Linked DNA regions of Oryzias latipes: region 1 is linked to region 2. The links are chromatin contacts, called in public Hi-C maps. All regions are on one chromosome and are shown on one strand. The core of a region is the stretch at or near the end of the contact, and the rest is flanking DNA. Distances in the headings are between cores, read along the strand shown.

What was found. Hi-C and Micro-C count contacts between places; a contact is called where the count stands out from the background.
Region 1: a contact with region 2 is called in a Hi-C map of embryo, with 1.9 times the contacts expected there. The contact joins the promoter of LOC101168755 here to the promoter of LOC101167157 in region 2. A contact is called at or near these places in 4 of 5 Hi-C or Micro-C datasets (embryo, fibroblasts and gastrula embryo).

What each region holds. Positions count from the first base shown.
Region 1 is chr21:23,859,190-23,864,032 of ASM223467v1, reverse strand. It overlaps LOC101168755 (E3 ubiquitin-protein ligase Midline-1), which reads left to right and starts at 1,263. Exons shown (of 13, transcript XM_020713050.2): 1 at 1,263-1,584; 2 at 2,099-2,200; 3 at 2,302-2,404.
Region 2 is chr21:23,716,768-23,721,758 of ASM223467v1, reverse strand. It overlaps LOC101167157 (protocadherin-8), which reads left to right and starts at 3,443. Exons shown (of 4, transcript XM_004081781.3): 1 at 3,443-4,991. The coding sequence starts at 3,519.

The DNA.
Region 1 (4,843 bases), core at 14-2,513, 140 kb before region 2:
AACCGATGCACAAATAGTTTGCGTGACTGAATGAAATGTTTCACATGTGTTGGTCTGAATACATACGTATATATGCAAATTGTATACGTGTGTGAACATTAGTTGTATTGTGTGCATGTTGACATGTCTTGTATTTGAACATTATTGGAGCCAACAAGTATGTTTATAACATTTGAGTGTGTGTGTGGACAGGTCCCGCCCCTTTTAGATTTGTTTTACTTAGGAACCTGACTGTAATGATTAGAAACATCCAGCAACTTGTTGCTTTATGCTGCTTCACAGTTCTACCCCCCCCCCCCTCCCTTCTTTAATCACCACCCCCCTCTCTCTAACATCCCTCTCTCTTCTTCCCTCCTTTTCTTTTCCATCCGGTCCAACCAAAGATTGTTACAAATATAAGTGAAATGAATAAAGTTTAGCCTACATTACAAAAGGGGTAAATTCAAATATACACCCAGTGTGTCAAAAGATTGTTAACCCTGTTGTAACAGTAAAATATGTCCTACTCAACAGGCTTTAAGCTCTCATCTCTGTGCTCAGCTGTTGGACAGGACAAGTTAAGAAAAAAAAAAACCCAACAAACCGAAAATGTAAAATTAAAAATAAAAACATATTTCTATCATTGGCCAATCACATTGGTGGTGGAAAATTGTGTAGGAAAGGCAAAGTTTGGTTTTTAAATTCAACGGGAAGGTTTAAAAAAGTGTTTGCTTTGAAATCTTTGATTTAAAAAAAATAATTCTGACACAACATTGTGATTCCCCTTGAAATAAATCTTTGTAATTTTCAAAAAGGTTTTAAAAAGTTGTAACATTTTTCATGATTTTTGGACCTTGTCTTTGCCCTTTATTTTTGATCTATACATTTATTATGTCTTCACATTTTTGAACTTTGATATAAAAATAACAACCTATAGTTTGATCTTATTTTTTGTGATGTTCTGCAGTAAAAAATACAAAATTTACCACTTGGAATGTATTTTTTTTTTGTCCAGCTTCAATTTTGGAATTATTACGAAATATAAAGAAAAAATATTTATAATAAAAGGAGCTGGGATTGTACTACTAAAATGGATTTGAAGCATTGTTATAAAAAACGATTTTAAAGATAAATTATTAAAGCAAGTTTGTAAAAAAAAAAAAAGGCTCCTAAAGGTCCTGCATCATAAGGGTTAAATTCAGCCTTTTTCTGAATGTGACAAGATTACCTCGTATTGTCACTGCAGACGAAGAAAAACAGGTGGAATACCTACTTTTTTGGGGAAGATTTTAGTATTAACCTCTGTGGATGACAAACAGCTTCCTACTTCCTTTCAGTGACAGCTTACGGCCGGATTAGTTCCTGCTCTCATTCTCCTGTATAAACCTGTAAAGCAGATGAAGGTGCAGTGTGTGTCAGGGCTGTGTGTGTGTGTGATAGTGAACTCCACTAAAGAGGTGTGTACATACAGAACACCTTCAGTTCTCTGTCTCCTGTCTGTCCTACCTCCAGGGAATTATAAGCTGTCTGAAAGTGGTTCTCTGTTTTAGTCTTTTTTTCTTTCAGCAGAGAGACCCAGAAGCCTTCACAGCTATGGAGAAGAAGGTAAGATCAGTTCAGGCATTTTTGCCCGGCTACTATTCAGGCTGATCAAGGACGAATGCGTCTAAAAATGGAGATTAATGACGGTAAAACGCTCAATTTATGTAATTTAGCAGGCACAAACAAATGGGTAAACAAGTATGAAAAGTGAAGACAAAGTACTAGAAGGTATCTTTGTCACTCTTTTTTAAAGCCCATGTTAAAAGTGGAGCCAAGCATATTGTCTTTGTAACACGCACCCTCTTGTTTGCACATGCATGACATCTGCTGACAGCTGAGTACAGCTCTGTTCCATCAGACTCCCCATAAAACAGCTGCAGACTGAGTTATTCATCTGGCAAACAGTTACTATAACGTTCTCAAAGTATAATAAAATGCTCAGTTTTGTGTATCTTTGAAACAATTGTTTATGGTTTTAAATGAGAAGCATTCCTTTGCTGTGGTGGGAAAGTAATGTCCCGGAGAAAACTGGGGCTCTGGGTAACTCATTTGCTTCTCTCTTTTGGTGAGCGTTTAGATCTGCTCTAAAACAACATACTTTTTGGAAGAAGACTTTCCTTGTGAAGAGATTTGCCCAGAGAACTTTCTTTGGAATTCATCTCTGATTTGTTGTTTGAAGGTAACCCCACCTTCCTGTTGATATTTAGCTCCTTTTTTCTTTAGGATCCACTCTGACTAATTGAAAACATGTTGTCTCTTGATGAACTGCTCCTTCAGCAGCTGTGAGTTCTCCAGGTTTGGGTATTTTGACAAGCTGCAAGTCGATTCTGGATTGTCCAAACATGGGGGGTTGTCTTTGTACATCTACAGTGTAATTCTGAAGGTATGTTTTCGAAATGTAGACTAAAGCTAAATACTATTAATGCAATGAAAGATTTTGGTTATTCAAGTACGTGAGTGACCACGTGTGTCTGCTTGTGTTTAGAAAACTGCTTAACTGTTATTTAAGGAGGGTTGCCTCTACAAATGTTTCATTTGTATCCTGAGAATGTCTCAGATTTGTGGAATGTGTCCAAGCAGTCCTGAAGGAATGCCGTGATGGGGGGATAAGTATTTAGCTATTCCACATTGGGTCAAAAATTCACAACAAAATATGTGAAACATTAGTTTTGTTTTAAGCTTGCAGGATTATCATTAAGACAGAAGGACCTTTGTGTGTTTTAATAAGATAATAAGATGTTCTGCATTAACAGCAGCATCAAAAATGCCTTGGACTGAGCTGGTTTGGTTACACAAACAAGCCTTTAGCCTGCACACAGATGACCCAGATTCAAACATCTGGGCTTCTGCCTTTGGCTTCACCAGTCTCCCTGGACATGTGGAAACAGCCCACTACAGTGAATGTTTCAGTCCCCACAATCTTGTTGAGATCTGAGAATTTGGAAGTACTCTCATGTCAAAGAAGAAAGAACATGAATATATGAAACATCTTTGTTGAAAAAGTGGACCTGCTCTGGATACATGGCATATTTAATCCAGCCTGGCCAGGTTCAGCATCAGTTTAGTTTAAGGGTTAGGAGCTAGCTTTCAGACTGGACAGAGACGGTTAGGGCTTCATCTGCCTCATCTATGATAAGATCTGATCATTCATAGTGAATATGACACTGCGCTTCTGCAGCACTTCCTGCAGAAGCTGGAAGCAATTACAGACTCCTCCAAGCAGCAAAAGAATGCAGAAGGAGTTCACCCCTCTCCGCTTGTCTGGGATACATCTTTTTTTCTTCCCTCTATTCCTCAAAAAGAAAAAAGGAAAGGCCACTGCAGTCAGGCAATGCAGATGTGGTGTGGACCAAACACAACATATGACTTTTTTTTTCTTTCAAAACCCCTTCAAGGATTTGTCTCAGTGAAAATGCAAAACACGGTTAAGTGTTTCAGACTGTTGTTTTTAACCATAACCTATCTGTATTTGTAAGTGATAAGGAAATGTGGCCATACTTGTTAATACTTCATGACCTTATAAAATGACATATATTTTGGAAATTCCTGTGCATCCTCCTTTTTTTAATGGCTTTCTGGCATTTGACAAAAGACCAACTCCGATGAAAATTGTGGTTTTAATAAATTGAAAAATTCAGCTTTAATTTGCATTTCAGAGAATTTCTTCATTCAAATAAATCGTGAATCAGCAGGAGACGAAAATATTGAAAAAGAGATCATTTGTTATGTAAAAAATATGCTGGGTCGACCACAAGCTCCCTGATATGGTCTATTTTGATGCATCCACTTAATTAAAAAAATTACATCCATGTACGTCTTTGTTTTTCTCGTCCGAGCTGGGATCTCAATCAAAACTGTACGACTGGATTGCACCGATAATGCCCGCCATTTTTGTTGCACCACTAATAGGGGTGTGTATTGGCAAGAGTCTGGCGATATTATTTGTTTCAGTCAGACAACTCTTGCACTAAGAAACATTTATTTCACAAACTTAATTTTCACATTCTTTAAGTTGGCATTCACATCTTTTTCGTTTTGGCATAAGGCTCCGTTCAATTTCATGAGATACTTTCCATAAAACTTTCGGGTAACAAAAGCCCTTAACGGAGCCCACAGGTGGAAGCCGGGGAGGATGGAGGGTCGAAGAATGAGCGCGGAAGGTAAGAAAGAGAATGAACAACTGCGCACCTGGGCTTAAATAGGACGCTGAGCAGGTGAGTTAATTGACTGAACTGCCCTAGGGAAGTAATCTGTAAAAACACTGCCGAGTGTGCCTGCCTGAAAATCCGACGGGTCGCTCATTTCACCACAATTCACCACAATTTGCTTTTCACATGGTACTGGCAGCAATGTGGCACCGAGTTTCGGTTGAGTATCCATCCCAAGCAAAGTAGTACATGTCTCATTACAACAAAAACTGAGAGGCTGACTGAACAAATTTTCTGTTGTTTAGTGCAGTGTAGAGCTGCTGAAAGAAGCTCAGTGTGCTGCCAACTGGGGGTTCAAGTGGAAAACAAGAATCAGACACTGAGGGGCACTCTCAAATAGTTAAATAAATATGGTCAAATGAATATTTGATCGATTTGGTGATATATCGCCAATTTGATTTTTTTTCCCCCCTACAATGTTAAGTTGGAGGTGTGAGGGGCTGTAAGATAGTGAAAGAGCATGTAAACAGAGAAGTCTCAGTTATGGCTGATGGGTAGGGGGGTTGGGGATACTCCATGCCAACAGCCCTGCCCACAACTAAGAGGTGAATTTTCAATGCAGCAGCAAGCTGCTCTGTAGAAACTAGAAAATAGACAAGTTTATTTTTATTTAA
Region 2 (4,991 bases), core at 2,194-4,693:
AAGTGCAACTGGGTGTTTATTACACAGCAGACAATCTTGATTATACCGCCAGGTTCCACAGTTTCCTTGATATTCTGTGCACAATTAACATTGTAGGGTTTCAAAGCACAACACTAATCAAACTGTTGGTGTCTGGTTTTGTTGGCTTTCTACACCTCCTGTTTTCTAACAGATGAAACAGCAGGTACAGCTGGTTTGAAAAAAAAGAAAAAGAAAACTAGACACCTACTTTCTTGTGGTTGAGTACAGAGGCCCTGAAGAACAAATTACATCAACAGATCAAAAAAACTTTTGGAAAGCAAAATTAATTTCCAGAAATCAAAATGAAATGTTTAAAAAAATCTAACAAAATAAGAAACTGGAAAAAAGAAAAAGAAAGAATTATTGGCCCTAAGTGATTGGATGATAATGCTTTGCCTGAACTGTTGTAAAGAGTGGATTGAGGAAATACCCTACTTTTGCAGTGGGTGTAGCCAGAAGCTGAAAGAGCTAGGACAGTTTTGAGCTTTTAAGTGTATTATAATGTTAATTCCTCACAAAAAACAATCCTAGTGTGGTATTTTGTGCCATTCACACATTTTTGAGCATAGTTTTAAAAACCAGCATTTTTAAGCAGAAGTCCCTCCCAACCCACGAAAACGACATGGGGAACTCCAGGAGGAGTTTGCGTTGTCAGGCTAACACATATTTTTTCCGCTGAGCTAGCGGTGATCTGCAAAATGCCTTTCTTTTATATGCACAATATGCACATCCATCTTTGCGAAAGTTCAGATGTTGTTTGTTTTCGTGGGCAAAACGCAGACACGGTGCCGAGGCCGACTGTGAATTGATGACATACAATGGGCGGTACCCACAAGGAGCGAAAGGCGAAGCCTTAGAGATTGAGTCATCTTACTCCCAGGGAGGAAAATGAGCTGTGAAAATAATTCACATTTCATTTAAAAAATTATTATTCAGTGGATCAAAGGTAATATATTATCATACATGGATATAGTTTCCTCTGAAAGGGTTAAGAATAGCATGATATAGGCCTCGTAAAGAAATATATTCTGTTGGAAAATATTGCCATGCCAAATAATATCCGGTTGAAAAAGTGAACCGGGTTGTCATCCAATCAGTGATGTCCCAGAGTACTTTCTTGTCTTTCAATTCTTTTTACATTTTATTTCAATTTTTCGTTTCATTTTGTTTCAGTTTTTTGGAATTGTCTTTTTGCTTCTGCTATTTTGTTTTGATTTCTAAAATGTAACAATGTTTTTTTATTTTTATTTTTTTTGAGTTTTGCTTTTTTAATAGTTGTGAATTTTTATATGTTTTTGCATTGAACGATTTGTTGCTGTGCTTTGCACTTGAGGGTGACCATAAGTGAGGAGTCAAATGAAGGTTTCAGACAAAAACCGAGGACAAACTCAAATAGTTACTGATGTGAGATATAATAAGCACCAAAAGACAAGCAAGGCTTTAATAAACCACTTTAAAGAGTCAACATAAAGTGGAACAACACCTACAAAACATGCATCAAATGACAAAACTGGGCAACAAACAAATGAAAAACGCTGCGGAAACCGATGAGTGGTGTGTGGCAGCCAGGAAGCAACACTGTGAATTAATGCAAATATAAATTTAAAGTCCCATTCTAATTAAATTATGATCTATTGTAAAGCATGCCCAGTGGTAATTTGATTGTGATTATGCTATTTTTAGGCTAAATCAAAAAAATCTGTGTCATTTTCTAGGGCATAGTTTCTACAAAGTGGTAGTAGTTAATTCAAAATTTGACTCTGAGGTTTGGGCGAGACTTCTGACGAAGAGTAAGCCCTTCCCCCCACTTCCCATCATCCCTCTGTTTACACCCTGTTCTGCTAGCTTACAGCCCCTCATATCCCCAACCTATCGTTAGAAGTGCGGCAAAAATGGCGAGAATAATTGTAGTTATCCAATAGTTATAGTTTATAGTTAAATGCCAGCTCAGACGATAACAGACGTACATGGATCTACATCTACAATGGAATTCATTAGAATGGAGCGGAGCAGGGAACCTCTAGTTTGCCATAATGACCTCTGTGTCACAAGTACAAACATTTTCCAACTGCATTTTTGTGTCTGCTCCTGATTCACAAAAATTTGAATAAAGAAATACCCAAAAGTGCAATTTTAGACTTACTTTATATACAGTACAAACCAAAATTTTGGACACACCTTCTCATTCATTAGAATTTTTCATCGTGAGAGAAATACCACAAGAACTTGTTAAAAACATCCACAACATAATTTTCATTTGAGTGGGCCTTTAAATTACACACACACACAAAATGTAGTGTGGAAAAGAGGAGATTAAACCAGAAAAGAGTTTTAAACAAGTCAGTTAATATGAAAGTCATTCCTGTCATTTTTAAATATGTCTCTTCGTTTTTGCTTATCAGAAATGATTTTTTTTTCATTCAAAGAAAATACTTTTTTTTCCATCACAAATGCTGTAGTTTAAAACATCTTCTATCATTATTTTATAACTTTTGGAAACATTGCAAGTACAGTGAGACTTTCATATATGCTTCATATAAGCTGTGGAGTTGCCTTTTAATGCACTGACACCCTAAAGTTTCCTTTTAAAAGAACAAAGTACTCAAACCAATGTGCTCTCCTTCTGCTGTTGCTGCTTTGTGCATTAATAATGAATCAATGTTGTTTTAAATGCTGTTCTGCCAGAGGACTTGTTCCATTCAGTGTTTGTTTTGTTGTCTTTTGTTCCTATACAGAGATGCTTCTAAATCCATTAAGTCTTGCTCTTGGTAAAATATCCTTTTGTCTTTAACTTTTTTTAGCACTTTGCTACAGTTATTTTCAAACTATATATTTTCCTTTCTAACATATTTGATTTTTCTGCTTTATCAAGTCTGGAAAAGTGCTGGAACATAAATTCTGCCTGCCTAGCTGTTGGACAGGACAAGTTTAAATGAAAAAAAAAGAAAAAAAAAAGAAACATAAACTCCACTAATATGTGTTCAAATCATTGTTATGTGTTTACGTTATAGAGGAAAGTATTTGTCTTAGCTGTTTTACATAACGTGGCACACTTATATTTTTATGCAGAAACTTATAATATAAGGCATGAGTAGCCTATTGCATTATTCAAACAACATAACGCAGATAATTGTTGTTGAAGGTTCCAGCACCTGAACTTCCTTTTGCATGCTAACCTAATTGGCAGCCACTCAGGTAATTAAGTTAATTGATTAGTTGCCGTTTAATTTATGTAACAATATCATCATGTGGATTGAAGGGCCACAATCAGTTTATCTGATGAGCCATTTGCGCCCAAACGGTGAGTTGAAGCTCAAACGTTTGGCTTTTGGCGCACTCCTGGAAGGCCATTGGTCAGCTGGTCAGCCCATTTGCATACACTGGAGCTTATACAGTCCCAGCTAAGTCTGACAACACAGTGCTGACTCTGGCCCAGGAGACGTGTTACCGCCATTTGGCACCATTTAAGTGCGTTTTTCGGCGGCTCCTTCCTCATCATGGGATTTGACTGCGCAGCTGCAACAGTTGGCCTTTTTCTGCTGCTCGCTGTATTTTCACACTCCGTTGGTTGCACAACTACAAGGTATTTCACTTTTGAAGAGGATGCACCCGGGACAGAGATTGGAAATTTGTCTCAGGATTTAAAAATTGATCCTGGAGATGACCCGGACACGTCCTTCCGCTTCATGCAGGAGAGTAATTCCTCCGTGGTTAAGATGAGGGAGTCTGACGGACTCCTGAGTGTGGCAGAACCGATTGATCGAGAGCAGCTATGCCCCAGGTCCCCCCGCTGCCTCATCACTTTCGACATCGTGGCCCTGTCCAAAGAAAAGTTTCAGCTCATCCACGTGGAGATAGAGGTGAAAGACATCAATGACCACTCTCCTCGCTTCCCACTCAACGAGACGAGTCTGGAGATCGTAGAAAATGTGCCCCTTGACTCCAGATTCCCCCTGCAGATGGCAGTGGATGAGGATGTAGGTGAAAACTACATCCAGAGCTACACTATCTCCCCCTGCGGACACTTCTCCGTGGAAGTGCGTGAAGGGGAGGACGGGGGAAAGTTTGCGGAGCTGGTGCTGGTGCGTGAGCTCGACAGGGAACTTGAAGATTCCTACACAATCCAAGTGACTGCGTCTGATGGAGGAGAGCCTCCAAAGTCCGGCTCCATGACCGTGCACATCAGAGTTCTGGACTTCAACGACAACAGCCCGGTCTTCGAGCACAGCTCTCTGAATGTTGAGCTGAACGAGGACGCTCCGGTGGGACACCGGGTCCTCAGGGTGCACGCCTTCGACCCGGATGACGGCGTCAACGGGGAAGTTGTGTACGCGCTCGGCACCGGCGTGTCCACGGAGGCTGCTCGCATTTTCCACGTCGACTCTCACTCCGGGGATGTGACTTTAAAGGCGCGCGTTGACTTTGAGAAGAGGAGGTCCTACGAGCTGAAAATCAGAGCCTCTGATTCAGGTGAGAACTCGGTTCCGTCCATCTGTAAAGTTGTGATAGAAGTCGTGGACGTGAACGACAACGCGCCGGAGATCAGTATCAAACCCATGACCTCCAGCAGCGACGGGGTGGCGTACATCACCGAGGCTGCGGCCGCGGAGAGCTTTGTGGCTCTCATCAGCACCTCGGACAGAGACTCTGGCTCCAACGGCTACGTGCGCGTCAGCCTGCTCGGGCACGAGCACTTCAGCCTTCAGCAGGCGTATGGAGACACGTTCATGATCGTCACCACTAAAACTTTAGACAGAGAAAGCATCCCAGAGTATAACCTGACTGTGGTAGCAGAGGACTTGGGACAGCCTCCTTTTAAAACTGTCAGGCAGTACACCATCAGCGTGACTGATGAGAATGACAACCCCCCACTCTTCAGCAAGCCCCTCTATGAGATTTCAGTCCTGGAAAATAATATTCCAGGCTCATTTTTAACCACGGTTGTTGCAAGTGATCCCGACACTGGAAAA